5 separate regions of the Mus musculus genome follow, and regions 2, 3, 4 and 5 are each linked to region 1. The links are chromatin contacts, called in public HiChIP or PLAC-seq and promoter capture Hi-C maps. All regions are on one chromosome and are shown on one strand. Each heading gives the region's core, a stretch centred on a gene start, on an enhancer-like site or on the middle of the called end of the contact. The rest is flanking DNA. Distances are from core to core; before and after follow the strand shown.

Region 1 (2,887 bases), core at 272-2,771:
CACCTCCTTATTTAGGGCCCCGAGGGCACCCTTTCTGACAGACATGGCTGGAAGATGTAGCCCGCAGCGCCCACAGGATAAGTCCAGGGCCCCCAGACACTTTTTGGAAAGGATTTCTAGGAAGGAGCCCCTTATTGAGGCGCTCTGGGGATTTGGGGTTCTGGAATGGAGGGAGCAAAAAAGACAATGGGCAGCTTTTCCACCTGCCTAGCTCCTGCGAGACACCTAAGACTTGCAGCACCTAAAGAACTTTATCTACCTGCGCCCCCCACCCCCAACTATTGTGGGAGATAACCCAAAGGGGGAAAGCTCACAGTTCTCACACCTCCCCCACCCCAGCCACACCCAGGAGCAGCGGGGAGGAAGTCGGGAAAATCCTGCAGGGACTTGGCAAAGTGCCTCGGCAGGGAGAGGAGGGGGCCCAGCGGGGGGATCCCATGAACACACGGTACTCTGAAGGAAGTCACCATCCTTCTCATTCCCAAAGAGTAAGAACAAATCCTGTTTCCAGCGAAGCGATTTGAGGGACGAGGAGAACCAGCAACGGATATTCCGAGGGTATCGACCCCATACCTATTCCAAGGTGCTCTCAAATTCAGCTGCAGTTGAAACAGAGCTAATTCTACCGTATGGCAGGAGAAACCCAGTCCTTTGAGCCCCTGCGCCTCGAGCACAGGAAACTCAGCCACAGCCCTCTGCCCATTTCTCTGCTCCGGCTCGGACACGCGTTCGCTGCAGCACCTTACGCAGGCTCCCCGGGTTGCAGATTAGACCACACACCCCTGACTCCCTGCAGACCACCCCTCGCCCTGGTAAAGGCCTCGCCACAGGTCGACTTCGTCCCCCCTCGTGCCTCCCCGAGCCCTATTCGTTCCTTTTGGCGAAGGTGTACACTTGTTCCCAACAAGAAAGAGGGGCTCTGGACAAGGGTGGGGGCGGGCACGACAGCAACCGGGGCCTGGACGCCGTGAAAGGAGCCACAGCGGCCCCGCAGTAACTTTCGCACCGAGCGGCGGAGTTTTCCGGGACCCGAGCGCCCCCCCCCCCCGGAGGCTCGGCGGTCGCCGAGGGAGCTCCAGCTGGGGCCGCAGAAACGTGCCGGGTTCGTTCCCACGGCTTGGGGACGGGGTCGCAGCGGGGCGGCCGGCACGCGAAGGGCGGGCCTCGGGGACGGGGACCACGGGGGAGAGGAGCCCCGGGCTGGGAATCCAGAGGGCTGGGTCTCGTGGGGTCCGGCCGGGGCCCACCTTGCAGGAGTAGGTGTGCTGCACCGGGTCCACGTTGAGGATCTCCTCCACTGTGCCGGTGAGCACCACGTTCGCCTCCTCCTCGCGCCGCTCCAAGGCGCGCTCCGGGCACGTCCCGCTGGCGCCCGGCACGGCTGGCGCGGCCGCCGCCAGGAGCAGCAGCAGCGGCAGCAGCGGGGCCGGGAAGCTCAGCCGCGGGCGGACCATGGCGCAGCCCGGAACGGCGGGAGGGAGCCGGGAGAGCGCGCGGGCCGGACCGCTCGGGGGGCAGGACTGGACCGCAGCGCGGCGGAGGAGGAGGGAGGGCGGACGGCGTGGGTGGGGCGGGGACTGGGCGGGGACGGGGCGGGGACGGCGTGGGTGGGGCGGGGACTGGGCGGGGACGGGGCGGGGACTGGGCGGGGACTGGCGGCCCCGCCCCGCCCCCTGAGGGCTCAGCCCGCCCCCCGCTCCCTGCGACCCGCGCGGGCAGCGAACAAAGCCCGGAGACTGCGGCGCCCGCCGAGCTGGGGCGGGGGCTCGGCCGGGTGGGTGGGTGGGTGGCCGCCTTGGGGGAGGGGGAGGCGTCGCGCCGGGGCCCCTCCCCCGTCCGCCTGAACTGTCCTCCCACCGGGAAATGCAGCTGAAGTCAGGTTGATGTATAATCGAGGGGCGACGTGCTGGGAATTCCAAGGGGCTCGCCCGGTCTGCACAGGAGACGCTGGCGGAGCCGGACCTTCCCTTCCCCAGCCTGACGCTAGGGCTGCGCGCAGAGGGCCCCGCGGCTGTCCCGGTGCCACCACAGGCCACGCCCCCTGCCGATGGCCGGTCAGCGGTGACTGTGCCGAATGCGCCCAGACCCGCCCAGTGTGATGCTCCTTGTGGACTTAAGTCTTCTCCAGTCTTGCTACAGAACCGTCCCCGCCCCCTCCGTCTCTCCCTCTGTGGACCAGAGCTTCCCCAGCTTGGCCTGGCTAAGTGCAGGATATAAACCGAGGCCCCCGGGAGCCAAGCTAGCACTAGACCTACAGGAGGTTGAAAGAACGCGCAGGGCGGTGGTGGCGCACTCGGGAGGCAGAGGCAGGTGGATTTCTGAGTTCGAGGCCAGCCTGGTCTACAAAGTGAGTTCCAGGACAGCCAGGGCTACACAGAGAAACCCTGTCTCAAAAAACCAAAAACAAAACAAACAAACCGAGAGAATGGGTGGGGGGGGGGGGGATAGGGGATTTTCTGGATAGCATTTGAAATGTAAGTGAAGAAAAAAATTTTGGAAAAAAAAAAAAACAAAAAAAAAACGAGAGAAGACACTATGCTATCTTCCATAGGCTGTTGAGCCAGAAGCCAGAGTGAAGTGTGAGTGTCAGCAGCTCTTCCTCCTGAGAAAGACTCCACCTTCTGGACCCAGATTTGAGGTCGCATCTACACAGTGGGCTCCAGCGTTGCTAGATCTGGCATCACCTAATCCAGATAAGCACAAACACACCAACCAGAAGGGGGTCTTCTGAGGTTCCACTCAAATTCTCTTAAAGGTCTGAAGGACCACAGAAGGACTTGTACTGACTTGCTTGTGCCCTAAGCGCACTCAAAGGCCCGAGTAAGCTGATAGAGGAAAAGACAAAGAGCCATCAGGCAGAAAGGGGGGTGAAGCTTTTTCAAATTGG
Region 2 (2,887 bases), core at 217-2,716, 970 kb before region 1:
GAAAAACAGGAGAGGCAGTAAACATGCATGGATACTCAGCTGAGGACCACAGGCAAGAAAGCATCCCAGCCACAAGAGAGAAAGGGGCAAGCTTCATTCTCATATGGACAACTCTGTCAAGGTCCCATGGTGATATGGGCCAGAAAGTCACAGCCTAGGTCCAGGCACTCTAACCTCCCAGAGCTTGAAGTTGCCACTTTCTCAGACCTTCAGAGCTTAGCCTGAATGGTCAAGGGCTATGAGCCCCGAGAGGGCTCTCCCGTTTACTCTACTCCATAAGAGCAGCGCTCAGACAACACGAAGATGGCCTTACCCACAAGAGACCGACAAGCCCCCTACTTTTCTAAAATCAAATCAACCCAAGGCCTGATAAGGTCGAACCACGAGCCCCAACCTTTTGAACCCAGAGGACCCAGAGCAGAAGGACCCCACCCACCCACCTTGAGCATAGTTTGCCAACCCCCAAGACCCGGGGACACTTACCCGGGGCACCCTCCGCTTGTACTTGTTGGCATAGTCGAACTTCTCCTTCACGTCGTCCAGGCAGCGGCCAAGGCGGGCCTGCTCCTCCTTGCCCGTGTAGTCCTGGCTCAGCAGGATGTAGGCCCGCCAGTTGGCTGAGTCGAAGCCCCAGTGGCAGGTCCGGTTCTCCAGGGCCTTGTGCGAGTGTACAACGAACTTGTGCGGCGGGTACATGAGGCGGCAGTCGAGGCACTGGATGCAGGCAGCGCTGGGACTGCTGTACAGCTCGGGCACCAGCAGCCCTTTGCACTTGCCGAAGCACTCGTGGTACACGCGGACGCTGCGTTCGCTGAGCTCCAGGCCCAGCGCCAGGCTGGCCGCCAACTCCTTCTTGCAAGGCGGCGGGTAGGCGCCGCCGTAGAGCAGCGCGTTGCACAGGCGCTCGGCGTCCGTCTTAGTGATGAGCCCGCAGGAGGGCGCGGAGAAGGGCAGGATGCCCATGACTTTGAGGATCTCCAGCTGGTCGGCGGTGCAGCGCGAGCAGTAGATGTGCAGCTCATCGCACACGGAGTTGATCTGCTGCAGTGAGAAGTCGCGCAGCACCGAGTTGAGGATCTGCGGCAGGCACAGACGCTTCTCACCTCCCACCACGAAACAAGAGATGGTCTCCCCTTCCAGCACGGTCTCACAGCGCTCGGTGGAGCGGTCCGACGGCATGAAGAAGGGCCCGGGAAGCACGGGCGGCGGCGGCTGGATGGCAGGCAGGTGCAGCACGGGCGGCGGCTCCGCGGCAGTGGGCACCGGCGCCGGCACTGTGGCCGCACCCGCCTCCTTGGCGCTCTCCTTCTTGTAGGCCTCCTGCGCCCAGCGCGCCGAGAAAGCGGCCGGGCCGCCCAGCGAGCTCATGGAGCTCAGGTGGAACTGCTCCAGCGTCTTCTGCAGCCCCGGGTGCGGCTGGAAGCCGCCCCGGCCGGCCGCTGCAGCTTCCATGGTGCGATCGGGCTCCCCCGGCCGCTCCCGCTCCCGTGCGCCCGGGCCCCCACGGCCTCCGCCGCCGCCCCGCGCACCCCGCCGCCGCCCGCGACCGCGGCCACGACCGCCCCCCGTCGCCGGTTCACGGCCGATCACGGCCCCGGCCTCGGCCTCGCCCGGGGGCGCGAAGGCGAAGGCGGGCGGGGCGAAGGGGTCCCGCCGCTGGAGCCCGCCGCCGCCCGGGCCCGGCGCCACATCCACGCGCCCCGCGCCGCGCCCGCCGCCGCCCGGGCCCCCCGCGCGCGCGGCGCGCCGCCGCTGCCCCGCTCCTCCCACCGCGCGGCGCCCGCTCGGCTCGTCCCGGCGGTGCTGACCGGCCGCGTCGCGCCCGCCGCCGGCCCCTGGCGGCCTGCCCGCCCGCGCGGCCGCCTGCCGGCTCCCGGCCGCCCGCTGGCCCGCGCGCGCGGCTCCCGGGACGGCGGAGGCGCCTCTGGCCCGCGGCCTCAGAGCGCCGCGGCGGCGCGGGGCTCTGCGCACTGGGCGCACATCTTTCCGGCGGCTCGCTCCGGCTCGGACTGAGCGCCGGGAGCTGAGCTCACGCCGCCGCGCGCCGCCCCGCCCCGTACCGCCCCGCCCCGCCCGCGCCAGCCCCGCCTCCCGCGTTGTTTGTTGCCGTGCGTCCGCCTCAGCCGGAGTGCGGGCCAGGAATGTGACCAGCTCCGGGCGGGCTCTTCCAAGAACGCGCGCTCCCCCTCCCGGGCTCAGTGGCGCTCGGCTACGCCCGGACCGGACTCGGCCAAGCTCGGCTTTGTCCGCCCACAGCTCGACTCCGCTCGGCTCCCCCGTACCGGAGCTCGGCCCCTCTCGGCAGTGCTCGGCCCCGCTCGGCCCTACTCGGTACCGGCTCGGCCCTGCTCGGCCCTACTCGGTCTCGCTCGGCCCCGCCTTGTGGAGGCCACTGGAGGCGGCCACAGCGGAGGCGCCTGGGGCCCCCCTTCCGGCCGAGGCCGCTTCCTGCGCGGCTGGGAAGACTCCGGTCCTGCTGCCACCACGGTCTTGGGGCCCCCGAAACCCACAAGGCCCCTGCCACAACCACAGGCCAGCTGAGCGGCGGTCCGCAGTAGATCTGCGCCGCTGCCGCCCTACATCCCGGGGTTCCCGTTCTAGGTAGACACTGTGAAGTAACCTTCACTCCCCACACTGCTGGACGTCGTGCTCCACGAGACACTCATAACAAGGACACCACAAAACAAAACCCAGGTTCCCTTCCTCATAGCAAGGATGCCACAAAACATTCGGGTTCTGATACAAGAACGTCTCAAAGCACCCTAGGGTCGCCACACAACCGAAGTTCCTACCCCCATATGATAGGGGCAACACAAACACGCATTCCAGGTGACATAAAGGACACCACAGAACACTCATGCCAGGTTACTCTTATGTTGAGAAGATA
Region 3 (2,887 bases), core at 108-2,607, 710 kb before region 1:
GAAGAGGCACTTGTGGGAAGTTGGAGTCACAAGGGACAGTGGAGAGAATGGTGAGAAGGAAGGACCCTGTACTTTTACTTGGAGAGAGTGGGATGATGGAGCTGTCAAGAACTTCAGGTAAAAAACAGTCACAAATGACAGAGTCAGGTCTCGAACAGATGGAGTGAAGGGCATAGAGTCCCAGGGGTCAGAGGCCCTAGGGTGAGATGATAGCAGTGGTGGATATATTTGAGGTAACTGGAACCAGGCTTCTTACTCTCAAAGCAGGTCACTCAATATGCAAGGAAGAGAATATGCAGTATTTTGGAGAGACCACACACTTACTGTGATCAAGAAAAAGATACGAATGCCCACATGACCATCTGCATGTACATATATGTATGTTCATGTAAATGTATGTTTTCCCTCAGGGTGCCTGCTCAGCAATGACACTTTTGTAGCAATGAATATCCAATACCTGGTTCCTCACTTCTACCCATCCACTAGCAGAAGCTAGGGCTCGTAAAATCAGGCGTCAGATCAGGGCTGGCACAGGGAAAGTATATGAGGAAACTGTCAGGACTGAACAATGACAGACACATTTCTATGGCCCGGCAGGAAGCGCCCAGGGCAGGGAGGGGGAAGTGTGCAGACCACTCAAAGGCTGTTTCAAGAAGGAATGGGCTTCAAGGAAAGGCTGCAAGGTGCACAGAAGCTAACAAGAAGGGAAGGTATCAAGTGTGAATCATGGAAAGGTCTCAGAGTCAGCGTGGTGGCCAGGCCCCCCAGAGAGTTGTGGCTCTTGTTTAAAAGAGGGTAGTGCAGGCCAAGAGGAAATAAGAGAGGTATTCACCTGGTTTTGGAAAGGGCAGAATGGGAGTGAAAAAGTCATTGTGGCAGGAGTCATATTAGTTGAAGATGGCTGGACAAATAGGCACGACGGACCAGACCGGATGGCATGTCTTAAAGATTCTGGTGGTTAATCTTGACATCTTTCCTGTCCCACCTGGCTATTCCTACCCCTCTACCCCCGCTGTCTAGAACCTGCTAGGCCGTTCACGCACGCACGCACGCCTTTCGGCCCTCCCGGGCTGGTCATTCAGGCAGGACACACCGCCCTCTGGCTTGGGGCACATGGCACAGGAGCCGACACCGTCAGGTCAGAGCCAGAGGCCACCGAGGCCGATAGGCTGCCAACGTCCCTGGAAGACCCTTGCGGGGTGTGTGGGGTGGTGGTGGGGTGGGGTGGGGGAAAAAAATCACGGGTCCTTTAAGCCTCTCGCGCACGCGCAGAGGGAAGGAGGGGCGGGGCGGAAAGAGCGGCACGCGCACGCCGCCCGTGCGCGGTGACGCGACGTGGGGTTTCCCGAGGCTGCGGGCAGGGGCCGCCGCGCCCATCCTGATGGCTGGAGGCGTCTGAGGGGCGGACGGCGACGGCGGCGGCGGCGGCGGCGGTGGCGGGCGCGGGCGGCGAGGGCAGCGGGGCTGGGACTGGAACAGCCGCCGCGCGGACCCGACCAGCCTCGCCGACTCCTGCCCGCAGGCCGCGAGCGCGACGACCAGGCGGCGGCGTGGGCGCCAGACCGGGCGAGGGCGAGGTGAGCGCGGCTGGGGTCTGTGAGCTGAGCCTGCCCCGCGCTGGGCCAGGCCCTGCGGCTCTTCTCGCTCGTGGGTCATCGGCCGCCGTCTTCATCCTGCTCTTCAGGGTTGGGTGGGCGATCCCCGGCGTGCCGGGTGGGCGGCAGGGCTGGGGTCTCGGGGTCCGGGGGGTGAGGGATGGGGCGGAGCCGCCTGGGCCGGGGCGCAGGCCCGGGCCGGGGTCTTAGGCTCAAGGCCGCGTCCGGGGTGCGGGCCCGGAGATGCGGCAACCTGGGTGGAGGTCCTGGGTTCAAGGCCAGATCTGGGATGGGTTCTGGGTTCAAGGCTGGATCCCGGATGCGGGACCTGATCTGTGGTCTTGGGTTCAAAGCCCGTGTCGGAATTCGGTTTCCAGACTCATTCATGTTCCTGGGGTCGAGGCTGTTGCGGGGGGCGGGGGGGTCTAGGGCCTGATGCGGGATCCCGGAGGTGGTCTTGAGTTTTAAGAAAGGGAACGGGATGCAGGGCTGGGGCTCGGGTCGTAGGTTCGAGCCTGGATGGCTTGCTAAGGTGGGGATGCCAGGAGAGCCGCAGGCGCTTCTTCTCGCGGCCGAGTCCCCGCGGGAACAAAAGCCGAGCTCTGCCCTCCGGACCGCGCCTTCCTGCGGGGCGTGGGACTCGGCCGGGCGCGCGGGGAGCGGACACGGGGCGAGTCTACTGGATTCGGCCATCAACCCCTGCCGGGTGCGGGCCTACGGCTACCAAGCTTCCCAGCTTCCTTCGCTGCCGGCCTTCCTGGCCCCAGGCACCCGTAAATGAATGGGCGCCGCGTCCGGTCGCCGCGACAAGATGGCGATACCCGCCTTTGTCAGCCAGGACCGCGCCGTCCGCTGCCGGGGCTGAAAACAAAGGCCGGCTCTGGTGGCCGGTGCAGAGGAAAAGGCGCCGGGCTCCTGGGTTCGCCTGATGCATCAGTGCTGGGAGGGGACGTCCTGCCCAGAGCACTCAGAGGGTGGCCTAGTCTTTCCGCGTCTCCTCCACAGCCTCGGGTTCCCCTGGGGAACTGCAGCTTGGCTTTTGACCTTTTGATACATTTAAACATTTTTTTTTTCCGGGTTTTTTTAAACCACAGGATTAGCATCCCGAAATAGCATCCCTATACGTGTTCAGCTCATCTTTAAAGAGGTTATGTCAAAATTTTTATTTTGAGAGGAGAATTAGTGGGGCTTCATTTAATTAATTAATTGTTTAGTGCATTGCTGTTTTGCCTGGATGTGTCTGTGTCTGTGTGTGTATGTGAGGGTGTCAGATTCCCTGGAACTGGAGTTAG
Region 4 (2,887 bases), core at 109-2,608, 630 kb before region 1:
TATGGGGGGCTGTGGGGAAGCGTGGAGATTGGGCTATACAGGAAGGGCAATAGTGTGAACATCTTAAAACTACAGTGCTGGGAGTCGGGACTGCGAAAACACCTACTGGTGCACTGTGCACACTGGTGGATATCAATGCACGAGCATGTCCACCAGTTCAGCATATCCCTGGCTCAGCTACAAAGTCGGTGGCCTCCCTCTTTCCCTCCTTACAGCTGTGGGTGAGGCACGCTATTTACACAGTCGCTTCTCAACTATCAAGACTTTGTTTTTCTTTTTGAGATAGGGTCTCTAACTATGGTACCCCTGGCTGGCCTCGAATTCCTAGAAATCCGGAGCTCTCATCTCTGGGATTAAAGTAGTGAACCATTGTATCAACCAGCTGTCAGGTTTGTTACTTTCAGGCTCAAGTCCTTGCCAGTTGCCAAAGGGTGTCAGGTCACTGCTGGTGGGCCTGAGAGCCATATGAGCGCTGTCACCCGAGTTCTGCTTCTGAAAGATACCAGGTCCATGCGCTGGACATTAAGAACAACGTGGGAACAGGAGCCTGGCACGAAGCCCACCTTCCCACAAAGCTGGCCCGCGTTGTCCACATGGTCCTGGAGACCTCGCCAGCAAAAAGCAAACTGAGTGTGACGTAGGACAGGAATAAAGATCAGACCGCGAGGCAAGGAGGCAAAAGAAAGAAAGAAAGAAAGAAAGAAAGAAAGAAAGAAAGAAAGAAAGAAAGAAAGAAAGAAAGAAAGAAAGAAAGAAAGAAAAGGGAGAGAATCTGGTGGTTTTCTCTGTTGCTGCTGGGACTGAGCTTTTTGCCCCTCCTCGGTTACTCTTTTTTTTTTCTTTTTTTCTTTTTTTTCTCCCTCACCCTCTGCCCCGCCTCCCCTTCCGCCCCGACTCCTCCACCCTTTGGCCCCGCCCACTCTCCCGATCTTCCCCTTCCCTCCGGCTTAGTCTCCTTAGTTCCGTCCCTTTCCAGCTCTGCCCTCTTGCGACCTGTCCCTCCCACTCTGCCTGCCCCTTCTCCTACCCGTCTGCCCCTCCCCTTTCTCCAACCTTGGCCCCACCCCCCCGTGCTGTCTTCCGCTCCTTGTCCCCATCCCATTCCGCTATGCCCTGTTTCAGTTCCTTTGCCCCGCCTCCTACTCCTGTGTCCCGCCCACTTCCTCTCGGCCCCGCCTCCCCTTTGCCTCGCCCCTCCCTCTTCACGTCTCCCACCCCCCACCCCACCCCCCAGCCTCTGATCCTTGGCCTACAAAGGGTTTTGAAAAACCCGAAGTTTGCGTGCACGCCTGTGTAGGTGCGGCTGCGCCGCTCTCCCCACGTGCCCTGCAGCGCATGCGTGCGGGCTGCGCTTGCGCACTGACAGCCGCGGCGCAGCGGGGCTTGGTGGTGCCGGTCTCTGGACCGAGCGGCCATGGGGTGGCGGGCGGCTGGGTCGCTGAGAGCCAGGTAGCAGTAGGGCAGCAGGGACCGCCTGCTCGGCCCAGCATGTAGACGTCCACGCGGGCGCGCGGCAGCCGACGGTGAGTGCGGGGCCTGGGGTCGCCCTCTGCCCGGCGTCACTGGCCGGGACCCGTGAAGACAGGGTCACGGCGCCGGCCCTGCCCACCTGCCCGAGGCCGGGCGCTGGTGGCTCTGACGCGCCTCCCTGCGTCCGAACGTGGGTTGCAGCCAGGATGACGCGTGGTCTCGGGGAAGGAGCCTAAGGGACAGGTCTGAAGATCTGGTCCGGCCTTGGGTTTAGGGGGACGAGTCAGAGGTTCGGGTCCCGGGAGAAGCCATGTAGGCCGCCGTTCTGTTCTAAGCCAGTTCAGCGCGCAGCACCGCAGCCGAATCGGCTCCATTGGTCTTCCAGTGGGGCCTTAGCAAGCGCCAGAGACCTTGGCATGTGGGCAAAGTAGTCAGACGAGCGTTTTGTAAGCAATCGAGGTGTGAAACTCTCCAAAACCCCATCGTAAACTTGGTATCCAGTACTTGCCAGGAGCTTCCAAAGTCCTGAAGAGTCCATGGAGATGTTCCTAGAGGCTGCTGCCTCTCAGGATGTCACACTCACAGGCCGCTTGTCTTGGCCTCTGGCAGGTTTCTTCGTTATGGGAACAGGGCGTGCCCAGCGCAGTCCCAGGATCTGCCTTTGCTTGGCCAAGATCCGGCGTCTCTTTCCAGCTCTCCCAAGCAATGGGCTTTCTCCTGGCATTGATTCTGAATAGCGACTTGTTTTTCCTTTCTTGTTTGGGAAACTCTCTGTTTTGGTTCAAAACTTATTCGTTTGGCTTGCCTCTTGAGAAGAGTGTTATTCAAACTTATATTCATTGGTTTCATGTATCACTGTCAGTTTCCACGGGCCGGAAAGCTGGCATCCTCGCCTTGGTAATTAAAAGCACGGCACCTTCCCTCTGAACGTATTTGTCCTCAGCAGTGACTTCACTGTGACTTACACTGCCCATCTTGGGCTCTGGGACAGCCACGGGTGCCAATATACAGTATGACCAGGTAGCTTCTTCATTTGGAGGTGGCATCTCAGAATGCTTCTGCATTTTCTTCTTTGTAGATTTATTTATTAAAAACGATGCAGTTTTATTCATTTTTTTTCTTTTTCATCTTGTTTGAAGTGCTACAGGTCCAGCCCAGATCCTCACACAAGTGCTGTCCCACTGAGCCACAATCCATCCCCCACCCCTCCTTTTGGGTAGAAGTGGCTAACAGATAAAACAGCAGTACTTAAATGAATAGTTTAGCTCTCTAGGCATCACTTGGAGATGGAGAGAAGCAAGTGGTGGTTTTTTCCTTTTTTTTTTAATGGGAGTGGACACTTGCTACTCTACTGCTCATGAATGGAAGGAAGAGCTTCCAAGTGTTGGTTTTCTCCTCCTGCTCCATGGGCTCCATG
Region 5 (2,887 bases), core at 241-2,740, 600 kb before region 1:
ACCGAGTTCAAATCCCAGCAACCACATGGTAGTTCACACCCATCCAAAATGAGATCTGATGCCCTCTTCTGGGGTGTCTGAAGACAGCTACAGTGTACTTACACATAATAAATAATTAAATTTAAAAAAATTACTAGTTGAACCAGGCATAGTAACACATGCTTGTCATCTGAGCACTGTGGGGTAAGAGCAAGGTCAGGGTCAGCCCTGGCTGTACATCAAATCCGAAGCCAGCCAGGGATACACCAGCCCTGTCTCAAAACAAAACAAATACAAAACAACAATGACCAAATAAAACAACTCAATTAAAAAATGCTTACATAGGTGCGCATAATTCCAGAGTGTGAGAGGCAGAGATGTCTATTTCTGTGAGTTCAAGACTAGCCTGATGTACACAGTGAGTTCCAGGCCAGACAGGGGTACATAGTGAGACACTATCTTTTTTTTTTTTTTTTTTTTTTTCGAGACAGGGTTTCTCTGTGTAGCTCTGGCTGTCCTAGAACTCACTTTGTAGACCAGGCTGGCCTCGAACTCAGAAATTCCCCTGCCTCTGCCTCCTGAGTGCTGGGATTAAAGGTGTGTGCCACCATGCCGGCTCAGTGAGACACTATCTTAAAAGACAAAAACAAACAAAGGAAAGAACCCAACAACAACAAAATTCTTGCGTAAGTTTCTGAGTTGAGTTTCATTTTTAAAAATCGTTAAAACTTGGCTTGTGGTTAGGACAGAATTTCCAACTGATACGGTTCTAAAACATACGTCAATTCAACAAAATCAAACACACTTTGGTTTTGATAAAATCAAAACATCAACTCTGAAAAATGCTGAAGATACTCTATGTCCAGTGGTATGGGATATTCAGTCAAGATTTAATGATCTGTGCGAAAATTTAAAAAGCACATCTTCTCATTCGTAAGCCAGTTTGCCTTTGCTTTTAAGTGGTAAAACTGCACTGTGCCATTGTGTTCTAAAGACTTGTTTTTTGTTTGCTGAGACAGGGTCTCTCTACATAGACCTGGTTGTCCAGGAACTCACTAAGTGGACCAGGCTGGTCTCCGGCACCGGGCAAAGAATTGTTTTAAGATAGACTTAAGGTTGATTATCAGTAAACGTTTGATTTGCATATGGAAAGGGTTTTCTAGTGGAAAAGGTTTAAGAAGCTCCAACTCACTGTGCGAGATCTGAAGGAGAAACCTTACTAGTTTTCAAACAACCAAGAAAAAAACAAAGGAAGGTTTCACCAAAAGCAGAGCTGAGGCAAGGCACAACCTCAAACCTCTCCACAAAATGACCTTCAGGGATAAAAGGGGCCAGGAAGCATCTCACAGCCGGCGGCTACTTGGGGAGATCAGGCGACAGAGCAAGCGTCCTGCAGGAAGGCGGGGCCTCTGAGGCTCGACCAATGAGCGCCCCGTCGCTATGCTGCTGGCCCCGCCCCCATGGTGCTGACCCCGCCCCCATCCCGGCAGCGTCCAAGACTCGGAGAGCACGGGGGTTCCTCGCACGTTCGCCACTGAGCGCTTCTCGTCTTGTGACTTTCTGGTCAGATTTTAGGATCCTTGAAATCAAGCCCCTGGGTCTGACCTAGAGGGCGGCACCTTCGCGGCCTCAGAGGATTGGCTCCTTCACCTTGGTCTCGGTGGAACGTTCCGGAATGTACCACAGGCCAGAGGAGCGACACCTGCACGCTGGCCCAGCATGGCGGACCCCGCAGAGGTGGGACGCTCCGGAGGCGCCCACAGGAGGCCGCAAGGCGGTGCTGTGGCCCCGCATCGTCGCCCGCCCCGTGGTTTGCGGTGGGCCGCTACGGAAGGTGCGAACGCGCCGTGAGGGTGTCCTGGCTCCCCGTGGTGGGCCGCGGTGGAACGTTCTGGAAGGTGCCATTGTGTGCCTGTGTGGAGTGTGTCCTTCCCCCCCCCCCCGTAACAGCTTCCGGTGCGTCACGTCCGGCTCTCTCCCCGCCCACCCGTGTGTGTGTCCCAAATCTAAACCCTTAGGAGGGCTGTGGGAGGGCTCGCGGCTCTCGCCCTTGACTCTGGACCGCTCTGCCTAAAGCTGCTCGGCCCCGAGGCGGGCGCGGGCTGCATCTTCCGTGGGCGTGGGCTGAGGCTCTGCATAAACTCCAGTGGCAGCCCCAGAACTGAACCCCATCGGGGGCCGGGGGCATCCCGTCCTGGAGTCAGCCCGGGTTGGCACCGGGCGCGCAGGTGGCGGGCTTCGCCGGGCTGGACGCACAGGTAGGGTGGGGACAGTGATGGGCACCGGGGCGGGGGGATCGCGGGCGGGCTGTGACTGCAGCAGGCGCCGGAAAGGAAGCGATACCCAATGACAGGTGCAGGCACCCTGTCATCTGTCGGCGTGTACTGATTTTGCCTCCCCAAACGTCTTATTTTGTGCCGTGGAATGGGCGACTCAGCCAGGTCCCAAGCCTCAACTTTATTTTAGCCTGCCAGCGGTTTTTCTCCAACCGGTACTTTTCAGGCATGAAACAGGCTCTTTGCAGCATTGATGTTTTGAACCCTTGAAATGCAAAATAAAACAAAAAGTAAAACTGCAGACTGGGGGTGGGGGTGGGGGGGCCCTTGTTCAGTGTTTGTCTAGTCGCCCGCTCATGGGATGAATGTACTCTATTAAAAAAAACTGGAAAATAATTTTTTGTGCTTTTTTTTCTTTTTCTTTTTTCTTTTAAGACAGGATCTTTACAGGGTAGCCCAGTCTGGCCTTAAACTTGTGACCCTCCTGCCTCATCCTCTCAGTACCGCAATTATGGGACTGTACTACAAGTATCCCTGGTTGCAGAGCACATTTGAAAGCACACCGAGAGAATTTTAAATAGCAAAAGAAGGCCCATTAAGTGAAGAGATAGGAAGGCTTTTATATTAAAGTG

What was found. Promoter capture Hi-C pulls out the DNA fragments that hold promoters and counts their contacts. HiChIP or PLAC-seq counts read pairs in DNA pulled down with a chosen protein or histone mark.
Region 2: a contact with region 1 is called in an H3K4me3 HiChIP or PLAC-seq map of embryonic stem cells, with 6 read pairs. The contact joins the promoter of Ski here to the promoter of Agrn in region 1. A contact is called at or near these places in 3 of 39 promoter capture datasets (liver, neutrophils and pre-B cells) and 1 of 115 datasets of contacts at active chromatin or transcription factors (embryonic stem cells).
Region 3: a contact with region 1 is called in a promoter capture Hi-C map of fetal liver, with 6 times the contacts expected there. The contact joins the promoter of Gnb1 here to the promoter of Agrn in region 1. A contact is called at or near these places in 4 of 39 promoter capture datasets (fetal liver, liver, pre-B cells and 1 more), 2 of 484 Hi-C or Micro-C datasets (both in embryonic stem cells) and 2 of 115 datasets of contacts at active chromatin or transcription factors (memory CD8 T cells and pancreatic cancer cells).
Region 4: a contact with region 1 is called in an H3K27ac HiChIP or PLAC-seq map of embryonic stem cells, with 8 read pairs. The contact joins the promoter of Nadk here to the promoter of Agrn in region 1. A contact is called at or near these places in 1 of 484 Hi-C or Micro-C datasets (myocytes) and 1 of 115 datasets of contacts at active chromatin or transcription factors (embryonic stem cells).
Region 5: a contact with region 1 is called in a promoter capture Hi-C map of pre-B cells, with 2.5 times the contacts expected there. The contact joins the promoter of Slc35e2 here to the promoter of Agrn in region 1. A contact is called at or near these places in 3 of 39 promoter capture datasets (fetal liver, pre-B cells and stem cell-derived epiblast-like cells) and 1 of 9 other capture datasets (liver).

What each region holds. Positions count from the first base shown.
Region 1 is chr4:156,195,967-156,198,853 of GRCm38.p6, forward strand. Agrn (agrin) reads right to left here and starts at 1,522. Exons shown (of 36, transcript NM_021604.3): 1 at 1,248-1,522. The coding sequence starts at 1,454. Gm46878 (a long non-coding RNA gene) reads left to right here. Exons shown (of 4, transcript XR_003955191.1): 4 at 2,552-2,887.
Region 2 is chr4:155,221,069-155,223,955 of GRCm38.p6, forward strand. Ski (ski sarcoma viral oncogene homolog (avian)) reads right to left here and starts at 1,467. Exons shown (of 7, transcript NM_011385.2): 1 at 484-1,467. The coding sequence starts at 1,452.
Region 3 is chr4:155,490,004-155,492,890 of GRCm38.p6, forward strand. It overlaps Gnb1 (guanine nucleotide binding protein (G protein), beta 1), which reads left to right and starts at 1,358. Exons shown (of 12, transcript NM_001160016.1): 1 at 1,358-1,577.
Region 4 is chr4:155,562,457-155,565,343 of GRCm38.p6, forward strand. Nadk (NAD kinase) reads left to right here and starts at 1,359. Exons shown (of 12, transcript NM_001159637.1): 1 at 1,359-1,523.
Region 5 is chr4:155,599,926-155,602,812 of GRCm38.p6, forward strand. It overlaps Slc35e2 (solute carrier family 35, member E2), which reads left to right and starts at 1,491. Exons shown (of 9, transcript NM_177186.4): 1 at 1,491-1,813.